Linked DNA regions of Mus musculus: region 2 is linked to region 1. A link is a contact called in public HiChIP or PLAC-seq data. All regions are on one chromosome and are shown on one strand. The core of a region is the stretch at or near the end of the contact, and the rest is flanking DNA. Distances in the headings are between cores, read along the strand shown. Region 1 overlaps Gm15270 (predicted gene 15270). Region 2 overlaps Gm15270 (predicted gene 15270).

Evidence for each region. HiChIP or PLAC-seq counts read pairs in DNA pulled down with a chosen protein or histone mark.
Region 2: a contact with region 1 is called in an H3K27ac HiChIP or PLAC-seq map of embryonic fibroblasts, with 25 read pairs. The contact joins two enhancer-like sites. A contact is called at or near these places in 1 of 39 promoter capture datasets (3T3-L1-derived adipocytes), 11 of 484 Hi-C or Micro-C datasets (the C2C12 cell line, cortical neurons, embryonic fibroblasts and 4 more) and 3 of 115 datasets of contacts at active chromatin or transcription factors (embryonic fibroblasts, embryonic stem cells and extraembryonic endoderm stem cells).

What each region holds. Positions count from the first base shown.
Region 1 is chr10:24,476,711-24,482,178 of GRCm38.p6, forward strand. All of the region lies in intron 3 of Gm15270 (predicted gene 15270), which reads right to left. Among named protein-coding and RNA genes, the nearest start is that of Gm40615, 19 kb to the left of the region's middle. Within about 2 kb of position 2,686, at least 36 of the 459 cell types and tissues checked have an H3K27ac peak or open chromatin away from gene starts, as enhancers often do. A contact at or near this core is called in embryonic fibroblasts, where this site is marked.
Region 2 is chr10:24,569,101-24,574,857 of GRCm38.p6, forward strand. All of the region lies in intron 3 of Gm15270 (predicted gene 15270), which reads right to left. Gm36089 (a long non-coding RNA gene) reads left to right here. Exons shown (of 4, transcript XR_871524.2): 4 at 252-795. It also overlaps the pseudogene Gm6893. Among named protein-coding and RNA genes, the nearest start is that of Gm36089, 19 kb to the left of the region's middle. Within about 2 kb of position 3,586, at least 22 of the 459 cell types and tissues checked have an H3K27ac peak or open chromatin away from gene starts, as enhancers often do. A contact at or near this core is called in embryonic fibroblasts, where this site is marked.

The DNA.
Region 1 (5,468 bases), core at 1,436-3,935:
ACCAAAGATAACAGTCATCCATACAACTCGATAAGAGCCTATTTGTACTAGCTCCCTTCATAAAGAACACAGATCCATTTAAGTCTTCCAAAACTTCATTATGAAAAACAGATGCAGGAGCAGTGCCTCAGTCAGCGTTCCACTTGACTCACAGGAATGAAGCCCTGAGTTTCAGACTCTCGGGACCTATGTAAAAACCAGAGCGGTGCAGAACCTGTAACACCAGGCATGGCATTGACAACGGAGGTAGATATAGGCAAGTCCTGGAGTTCACTAGCCATCCAGCCTAGCCTATCTGGTGAAGTTCAGAACAATGGAAAACACTGCTTTAAACCAAGAGCAGAAGGAACCCCAGGAATGGCCTGTGCAATTGGTTTTTTGGCCCTTGCACATTCACACAGCTGCATCGGCAAATACAACAGGGGGGGAGGGGGAGGGGGAAAGAAGGGGAAGAGGGAGAGGAAAGGGAAGGGGGAGCGGGAGATACACAAGACCTAATAAGCTTAACATGTGACCAATAGAATTATAAAGTCATGCGTTAAAGTGTTTTGTTGGTGCAATGACAGAAATCAGCGTTATTTCAGGTAATAGAAGCCAATGGTCAAAAATATGTATTTTAGATTTGTATAGGTCTTTTAAAAGACTTACTTTTCACCTTTAAAATGGAAGTAATAGTATTTACACCTCTTAGAGGTTAGAGAGGATCCTCACGCTTCTATGCCTATTGTGGAGTCAGTTTGCAGCTGATGTAATACATTATGCAATTCATAACATGAAGCATCATTAGGGAAATTCATTCGCCTCCTTAGACATCTGAGCATTCTCACTTTTAACCCTAGTGAGCATCCTCAACTTAGTGATCAACTTTCTTGCTTGCTTCTGACAAGGTCTTTCTACATAGCCCCAGCCTGCTTGGCATTCACTACACAGTCTACATTTGAAACTCATTTAAGTATTTAAAGTAATATCTAATTCTATGACAATTGGAAGTACATTGAACCACGTCCATGTACATTATTTTGTTTGATATATTTAAGCATAAAGAAGAACCCCAAGTTTGATGGAGATTTCCCTTCCCCTTCCCGTCCTTTCCCTTCCCCTTCCCGTCCTTTCCCTTCCCTTTCCTTCGCTTCTCTTGCTATGCCAAAGACCTGACAAATGAGAGTAAAGAAAAGAACCTGAGGTCCCAACTTTATAACGAGCTGATATGAATCCAGGCACTAACTGCTTTCTAATGGCGGTCTGGTGTCTTCCCTGGGGTTAAATGAAAAAAGGGTCCCTTTCTCTTGTGTCTGGTGTAGATAGAGCCAGTGATGAGAACTATCTTGTACAGCAGTGTGTAGTCACACAGAGAGCTGCTGGGACATGGTTTCTTCTAAAGGAGAGCTCAACATGTCAATGGGAATGAAGACTTTTATAGAAAGAAAAAAGTATATTCTATATATCCTATTTCTGATAATAAGCCAAGTTCCAGATTTGTAAGAACAGGCTACTCTAATCAGGCCAGGTCTCATAGTATCAAATGTTTACAAAATTCAAGGAAAACCTTTCACTATTAAAGATTCCTGTAGTCTACCATTGTGCCTAAGCCAGTATGTTTGCCTATTGTATACAGCAGCACCATCATCCTTTTAAACTGAGAGAACCTTTTCTTTATTGTACTAAGGAGCCACTAAACCACCTAGCTCTCCCTAGCTGCTGCAGGAAACCCAGATCCAGCAGATGGAATGACCAGGACATTGGTACCATGGCACCAATACCATACCAACATTTCCCTTGTCATCTTTGCTTTTAATTGACATTTCTCAATGAAAGTTACCCTTGGGCCGGGAGACAGGAAGGCAGAAGAAACGGTTGTGTTGCTAGTATAAGTGTCCATGGTAGTAAGCAAGGTAGTTGCATTCTGTCTATGTTAGACAAGGTAACTTGATTATGTGCCTGACTCATTTCTCCTCCTAAAGAAGACTTTAAGTTGTGGACTTTGCTCTCTATGGCTGTTTGCTGAGGCTGAGTGTTGCTCTGAGGCCAAGGCTGGCTTCCAACTCTAGCTGATCCAGTGCTTCAGCCTTCTGAGCTCTGCAATTACTCACCTCTGTGTTCTGATCCCAGCCATCTGAAACATCATGATGTTCAGTGTGAACTCTCCTCTACCTTACCTCTTGAACAAGCAGAACAGTCTATCTGCACTCACACAAGGCTCAGACACTACTATGCCCCAGTAAGGATTTCTGAAGTCGGAGTGCTCAAGGGCTGAGAGGTAGCACACAAGAGCATTTAGAGCCCCTCAGGCACTTTTCCATGAACCCACAGCATGACAGTGTGATTCCAGCTCTGTTTACTCTTGGGGCACTGAAGTAAACCTGCCGAGTTCAGCGGCAACGCAAGGAAGACCATCTTTTTCACTTCACCATGTATGGTTTCCATCCCGCTCCTTCCATCTCTAGGCCACATGTTGTTCCTGAGATAGGTTCTCCCAGGCTTGCCACGGGGTCACCTCTACCCCGAAAGGGAATGCACACTTGTTGGGAAAAGGCACATAGAGATTCTACCCACTCGCTCTCGAGCAGCCTCGATTCTGAGTACCGCTCTGAAAGGTTGAATATCTCCTCTGCTGTTATAAATAGAGTCTGATGTCTGCCCTGGCGTTCACTGGGAAAGAATGCAAACAGTCCCAGGAATGAATTCTCAGGAAGGCTGCTCTGCCTGGTAAAGAGCTATTTTACTTTACATGACAACATCATCTTCCAGATACGGCGAAGACCTTACATTTTTAGCCTGTGAGTTTCTCACCCTTAGTAATGACGTTCCACATGAGGTTGGCGGGCAAGAGGGAGGGGGCGGGGGCACGTAGGCGGGAAGGGAAGAGTAAAAAAAATGTGCTGAACAATGCCTTTCTTCCTCAGTTGGTCTTTAAAGGAATACTCACCATTTTTTTAAATTTTTTATTAAATATTCTCTTTATTTACATTTCAAATGTTATCCCCTTTCCTAGTTTCCCCTCCAAAAATCCCCTATCCCCTCCCCTCTACCCCCTGCTAACCAACCCACCCACTCCCACTTCCTGGCCCTGGCATTTCCGTACACTGGGGCATAGAGCCTTCAAAGGACCAAGGGACTCTTCTCCCATTGATGACCGACTAGGCCAGTCTCTGCTACACATGCAGCTGGAGCCATGAGTTCCACCATGTGTTTTCTTTGATTGGTGGTTTAGTCCCAGGGAGCTCTGGGGGTACTGCCTTCTTGCTACATTCTCTAGCACCATATAACATTCATGTAAACTCTATTTTCACGTGAAGGTTATTATTCAAATAAATATCTATCATGTAAAGAATATCCAGGACCTTAACAGCACAAACCAAAATTCTGCTAGAGACACAGCACTGAGTCCAAAGATTCAAAAGACTCTTGGTTTTTGTGAACGTGTTCCTCTTCTGCCACACAAGGGAGCAAGGGAGTGAAGAAAGGTCTGCATGACTATGTAGACAGTCATTACTTTCAGTTGCAACAAGACAACTTTGGACATAAAACATGAAGATGACACAGCTGGAAAATGTGCAGCTTCCCATAAGATGTCAGTACATACAGAGGGGATTTTGAGATTTGGATTTCAGAACCCAGAAATATTTATCTTTCCTGTAACTAGATCAGAAGATACTGGGTCAGACATTAAGCTTCTTAATTGTGGTATCAAAACATGGCTCTCCAGGATTCCAGCAGCTTCAAAGTGGAGATAGCTTGAAATCCAGTGGCTTGTGACTGTGACCTCCCACTTCTGAGTGGCTGCACTTTGTTTATTCAACTGAATTCCTAGTGCTAGAATCGGAAAGCTGGATTCTGTGTGATTTCTGAATTAATATATGTAGTTATTCTAAATCCTTTGAATGGCAAAGAACTATGTTCAGAGACGTCCATCTACGGGCACGGAGAGTGTCATGATGCACATATGAGGACCCGAGTTCAGATCCCATCATCATCCATCTAAAACTCCAGGTGTGATAGCACCAGCTGCTGGGCTGAAGTGAGAGGAGCAGATGTGGGGTTCCCTGGGCAGACAGCATAGACAAAACATGAAGCCCCATGTGTCTCAAAAAGATGAAGTGAAATGATTGGTTCAGGAGACATCTGCCATCGATTTCTGTCTTCCATACCCAGATGCATTGGCAAGTGTATACACACACACACACACACACACACACACACACACACACACACACACACACTGAGAGAGAGAGAGCAATCTACAAAAAATGTCTAGACATAGAAAAAATGTGGCTAGGTGCTGTCTGTTTCAGGAGTATACTGTGAGGAACATTTTTTGTAGTCTGGCCCACATCTGTAATTAGAATAAGAGTTTTATATAGAGTAATAGAGTAATAACAACAACGAGTTTTCTAAACTCATGATAAGAAATGATCGGAACAGAGTATAGCTATGGAATCATAAAACATTCCAAGTGTTCCTACCAGCTTAACCCTTGACTGTGACAATCAAACCAAAGCTACTTGCATACATTTATTTAAGGCTCATAGAGTGTCTAAATATGTTTATTGTAAACTGAATCTTCTAAGCAACTTTTTCTTTTTTATGAGAATGTCTATACTTATGCTTAACTCTAATAGAGTTCAGTAGCTGTCCAAAGCAGCAGTTAAATGCCTTTTTAGTTGACCTTGCTCCTGTAAGAATATGTGCTAATATAGCTAAGCATCTTTAATCTCAATGTATTTTTCAAAGAATTCAAGGCTGATTTATTTCAACTCCTTAGCATTTTCCCGGATGCTTATAGATCCAGCCTCGGCCACCTTTCTCCTGGTAAGTCAATTACTCATCCAGGATATATCATCTACCACCAAAAACATATATAAAATAGAAATATGTTTTGTGCTGCCAGAGGGGCTTGTACACACTGGGCAAATGCTGGCCCATTGCCCTACACCTCTTCCATAGACAGATTCTGATAATAATGTGAATATCATGGCATCCATGGTGCTAACCTAACTGCCTAGCAAGTCTAAATACAAGAGAATTTAAAATTAAATGATCTTAACCCATTTTCTTTTGAAAGAGAACAAGACAGCTCAAATTGCAGAGAGTTCGAAACAGAACCTGAAGTTGGAGTTTGAAGTGGCCCGGAAACACTCTTGAGATTTAATCTACCTTTTGCCATGCTTTTGAAAAAAAAAAAAAAAAGAAATATTTTTGACATAGGTTTTCTTGTGAAAGGTAGGCAGGGATCATTTCAAACCTAAATAATGACTCTTCTAAAATTCTAAATCAGAGAACTAAATTTCCTCCAGATGGTACTTTCCTGGCAGATGGCTGCTGTGATGTGTCCCATCTGAAGGTGCAGTTTGAGGGCACACGGGGTCTCAAGACTACACTGACTTTCCAGTCAGTCCTGAACAGTATTACAGCTAAGCAGATTGGTCTCAGTGCTAATACCCATGTCACCAAGTTAAGAAGAAGTTGTG
Region 2 (5,757 bases), core at 2,336-4,835, 93 kb after region 1:
TCCTAAATAACCTAGACTTGTGATCCTCCTGCCTTAGGCTCTCAAGTAACTGAGCCTACGGGCACTGTGATGGTTTGAATGACAGTGTTCCCCATAGGCTCAGCTGTTTGACTACTTGGTCCCCAATTGGCAACAATGCTTGGGAATGCTTAAGAGATGTGACCCTGCTGGAGGAAGAATGTCACTGGGTGTGAGCTTTGGGTTTCAAAAGCCACACACCATTCCAGGTTTGTTCTCTCTGCTTCCTGCAGGTAGCTCCTGATGTGAGTTCTCAGCTTGCTATTCCAGCAGCCATCTCCGTGGCCTCTGTTCCTCTCACACTGCCAGAGATAGAGAAAGGAGAGACCTGACCTGCACTGCAATAGTGAAAGGTGCCTTCAACGCCACACCTCACCCAGTTGAACTTCCAATTTGTGAAAGAAAAGGGCCTAGGGAGTGTTCTGTTGCCACGGCAAATCATCATCCCGCTGCAAAGGTGACTTGAGGGGACAGGGGTAGCAGCAGAGTTTGGCAGTGTCTTCCAACTTTCGCAAAGATGCAGGAAGGAGTAAAAGAGCTGCGGAATCTTCTCCTGCAGTTTCACAGATGTGCCAAGGCCAGGTGTGGGGCAGGCTCCTACATGGAGGCCTTGAGGGGCTATGGAATAGAATTGTGGAAATAAAGCCTGCCTTGTGTTGGAAACCCCATATTTGGAGTGTCCAGAGCTGTGGGATGTCTGCCAAAGAAAGCTGTATGCAGGAAGTGGAACCAGCCCAAGGAAGAGATGTATATTATAGGCAACAAATCTGGGAGGGAAGAGCAAGCTAAGTCCTTTTGACACTGAACATGAAACAGCAGGATTTGATGTTTGTGCTGCTTGGCTCACTCTTGTTTTGGTCCAGTAGTTTTTCACTCCCTTTCAGACTGATAATGTATATTCTGCACCACTATACACTGGAAGTATGTGACTTGCCTTTTGATTTTACAGATGGCCATAGTTAAGAGACTGTCTTGAGTCTCCAAAGAGGATTTGGACTTCCGACTTCTAAACAGTGTCGAGAGTGAAAGATTATGGGGAAAATTCTGGAGTTGGACTAAATGAAACTGTACTATGATGTGGCCACAAGCCTACACAGCTGGGGGGTGTGATGTGGTGGTTTAAATGTGAATGCTCTGCACAGGCTCAGATGCTGGCACTCTTGGTCCCCAGCTGGCAGCTTGGGTACCTTTAGGATGTATGGCTTTGCTGGAGGAAGTACACCACTAGAGGTAGGCTTTGAGGTTTCAAAAGCCACACCTTATTCCTACTTGTTTCCTCTGCTTTCTGCATGTAAGTCAGGATGTGAGCTCTCAGCTTGCTGCTCCTGTGGCCGAGCCTGCAGTCTCTGCTCCATCATCATGGACTCTAATACTCTAGAACTGCAGTACCAAACAAACCATTTCTTCTAGACGTTTCTTTGGCCATGGTGTTTTATTACAACAATAGAAAAGTAACTGTTACAGGCACACACATGGAGTATGGTAAAAACCTTCTTAACTGATAAGTTCAAACCACCAATATTCTAGGACACTGCTAATGTTTTCGTGAGATCTCTACAGAATCGATTTCTACATATTTAGTTCAGAAACAGACACAGGAACCTGTGCTCATTTTCTATTTGTCTGCATTATGAATGGATAGCAGATTACAAAATCCTACGAGTCATTAATGAAAAATATAAGAATGTCCTCACCTATAACCTAGACATATCACTTGCCCTCTTATCCATAAATACCAAAGATGATTGCACACATTGATATTCCAAAATTAGGCAGAGGAAGCAAATACTTGAGATCTGTGTTCAAGCAAGCCTTTGTAGATGAATAGATGGAACCACGCTCAGCCCAGTTGGTGACTGGTTCTAGTTCTCCCAGTGACACCAGAGTCCTTGAATGGTCACATCTCTTATATAAGATGTCACCACAGACATACTTTAAACCACATCTGCATTACTTACAATACCTAATACAAAGCGAAGGCTATGGCAGATAGTTGGACTACTGTGCAGGGAATAATGATATGTTTTTTTTCAAGTCTGAACATGTTCAGTAAAGACACTGTTTGTTTGCTTGCTTGCTTGTTTGTTTATGGTTGTGGTCAAGCAGTTAAGGATTATTTTTTTAATCAGAGAAGAAATCAAAACCAAAGTCCACTCACTAGAGAAACTCACTAGAGAGAAAAAAAAAAGGACACTCACTAGAGAAAAGTAATGGTGCCCTAAATGCAGATGTATTTTCCCTTTAGTGTTTTCTAGCCCTTACTGGTTGAGTCTGGCTGCAGTACCTATGAACATGGAAGGCCAGCTATGTAGTGACACAAAAAAACTATGTGACTTGTTGAGATGAAGAGCAGAAAGGAACAGGATAATGACATGAGACAGGACTGAGACGTAACCTTCGTGTCGCTGACCTCCTGACCCATCTCTTTGTGGATGCTTGTTAGCCAAGGAGCCAGCCAAACTGACTAATGGTATTCCTGGAAGCCAAGAAACCTGTTGGTTGGTACAATAAGCTAAAAGAGTAGGAGTGTGTGTCACTCAGAACTGGCTCACAACCTATGGATCACAACCTATGTTCCACTATGATTGTGACTGTATTTCTAGGGTAATAGAGAACCTCCAGGATGTTACGGAAGAGCCTTGGCCTTCATAGAGGGTAATTCTGGATCGTGCTTTGGATGGGCAGGGTGAATGAGGACCGCCTTCAGTTATGCTGGTGTGTTCTTCCCCTGCTGCTCCAGCCACCACCTTTTTGCCACAGCTCTCACTCTAGGCTTTATACATTAATACTCCATATGAACACTACTTCTACATTATACTCAGGGCCTGAGGCATGCTTCCTATGAAAACGTTAATCAAGCACAAATACATGTCTTACAATTTGCTTTTATGAGTAGCTTCAAATTTTAGTTGATGGGTCTTTTTTAAAAAGTAATACTGCAGCTGCTATTTGATGACAATCAAGCTTTCCTTCTTCCAGACTGTTGGCAGACTGAAAAGGCATGTGGCATGCTGTTGGGAACACATTCAATGGGTGGGAAAGCCTAGGGTAGCACTGTTGAACTTGAAGCTGAAAACTATGGCTGTGTTTGTCAGGCCTTGAACATACAGAGAAAAAAAGCTGCTGGGCCTTTTGATGAAGATTTGCCTACTGAGGTAATTCTTGGACAGGAGTCAAATTACTCAGAAGAGAAATAAGTTCATGAAGAGCCAAATAAGTACATAGAGGGTTCTCCAAATTCATCAATTATACAACAATGAGCCCCTTAGAATGAGTTATTTCCCAGAGGCAAACTATGCGTTGTTTCATCTTTATTTCCAGAGTCCCAGGCACAGTGCCTGGTGTATGGTAGGCATTCTATAAACACTCATGCAACTGGGCTGAACCACACTGCTTCATGTCCCCTGCAATGGTCCCTTTCACCAGGTAACAGCCACACTTAACCTTGGCTGCTTGGTTATACAGGAGGAGCATCTCCAACCCCCACACCCCACTCCCCAACCTGATCCACTCCCCTAATTCTTATTCTATTGCTCACTCGCCTTCTCAGCCCCACACAAGCTGTAGTTGACACTTGCAGAGCTCACTGATATAAACAATACAGACCATAAACAATAAATTCCAGGGAGGGAAGGACTGTGGACTTTTGTTTTCCAGTCATGCGGTAAATATTGTTTTTGTTGGCTCTCAGTAAATATTTGTTAAAATACTGAGGCAGGAACCCATAATTTTCATGGTTTCCTCTCATGCTAATAATATTCAGAAGGTTTTAAATAATATGAAATAAATTATCCTTCGCATACTCACATAATAATGGGAACTAGAAAAGCAAAATGTTTTGTAAGGCAAGCCATGCAGGCAGGAAACACACTTGCAAGCAGGCACACACATACACATACACACCACACACAGAAACACATATATACACAGGCACATTCAGACACACATATACACACTCAGACACACATATACCTACATACACACATACCACACACACATACACAAAATATACACAAACCAGATAGACACATACCCTCTCACATACAAACACACCACACACACACATACATACACACTCACAAACACATACACACACAAGGCATACCATACACACACATACACCATACACACATATGCGCACATGCATATCATACACTCACACACATACCACACACATATACACACAAACATATACATATCACACACCCACACACAGATATTGACATGCAAACACACACACACCGTACACTCTCTCACACACATTCATTATAGACAGAAGTTACTCTTTATCCTGGAGACCACAGAGAAATGAAAATGTCTGTGGAGAACTATACTGATTTGTAGGCATTTCAAACACTTTCTTTAAAAAGAACAGACAACCCATTAAGTTTAACCTGAGGGAGTTTGTTTTTCTTATTGCTTTTTGTTTTTGACATAAAGTTAAAAACTCAAATACCATCAACTTCCTTATGCTTGACCCAATCACTCAGTCATCCGTAAACAGTTTCTCCTTGGCGCTGCTCTCTGCAGTCTTGGAATGAGAGAAAAAAGACCCCTGTTCTGATCTGAGCTGCAGTACTGGAGAGTAAAGAACGTGGTGAATAATGAGGCTCTTTTCTGGTTACAGAGAAAGAGCAGAAACTGAGACTGGTCACATTTAATCTAATACAGGAACATTTATAGCAAGCCAGAATACAGTATCCAGTTATTCAAGTCAACAACTTAATAAGCAAAATTCCAGAAGAATGATCAAGACAGCAGGGAGATCCAAGACAGTGATTGCTCTCATTCCGAGGGCCTTGTTTATGAAGTAACCACCTTGTTACAGAGCAGACACAGCACAAAACGATGCAAGAGAGACAGCCACAGCCCCTGCTGTCAACAATACACAAACAGGGATTCCCCAATCCAGCCCTGCACCCCCTCAGCCTGTACCAGAAACAGCAGCCCTGAGCAGAGCAATAAGGGCGCTCACTTTGACCCAAAAGGAATAACCCCACTTCATAATCAGGGTCCTTGGGGACCATGCTCTCTGCCAAGTTAGGTATCAATAAGTAAGAACAAATTAATAATCACTCCATTGATACAAAAGGGAGATCTGAAATGGTGGGTTAAGCACGGCACTGACGGCTTCCTTCCTTCCTTCCTTCCTTACTTCCTTCCTTCCTTCCTTTCTTTCTTTCTTTCTTTCTTTCTTTCTTATTTATTAATCATTTTATTCCTTTACATTTCAAATGATATCCCCCTTCTTAGTTTCCCCTCCACAACTCCCCATCCCATCTCCTCTCCGTTTTGCCTCTATGAGGTGCTCCTCCACCCACTCACCTACTCTTGCCTCACCATTTCTAGCATCCCCCTGCCAGGAGAATGATCAAGACAAGCAGAGACCTCCACAGGACCAAGGGTTTCCCTTCCCATTAATGCCAGACAAGGCCCTCCTCTGCTACATATGCAGCTGGAGCCATGGGTCCCTCCATGCGTGCAATTTGGCTGGTGTTTTTCTCCCTGGGATCTCTAGGTGGTTCAGTCCAGCCACCTAGCTCAAAATTTTTAACCCAGAATTGTTTCTGTCTAAAGGGAATGAAGGGACAAAAAATGGAGCAGAGACTGAAGGAAAGGCCACCCAGAGACCACTCTACCTAGGGATTCATCCCATCTGCAGACACCAAACTCAGACACTATTGTTGATGTCAAGAAGAGCTTCGTGGCAGGAGCCTAGTATGGCTGTACCCTTAGAGG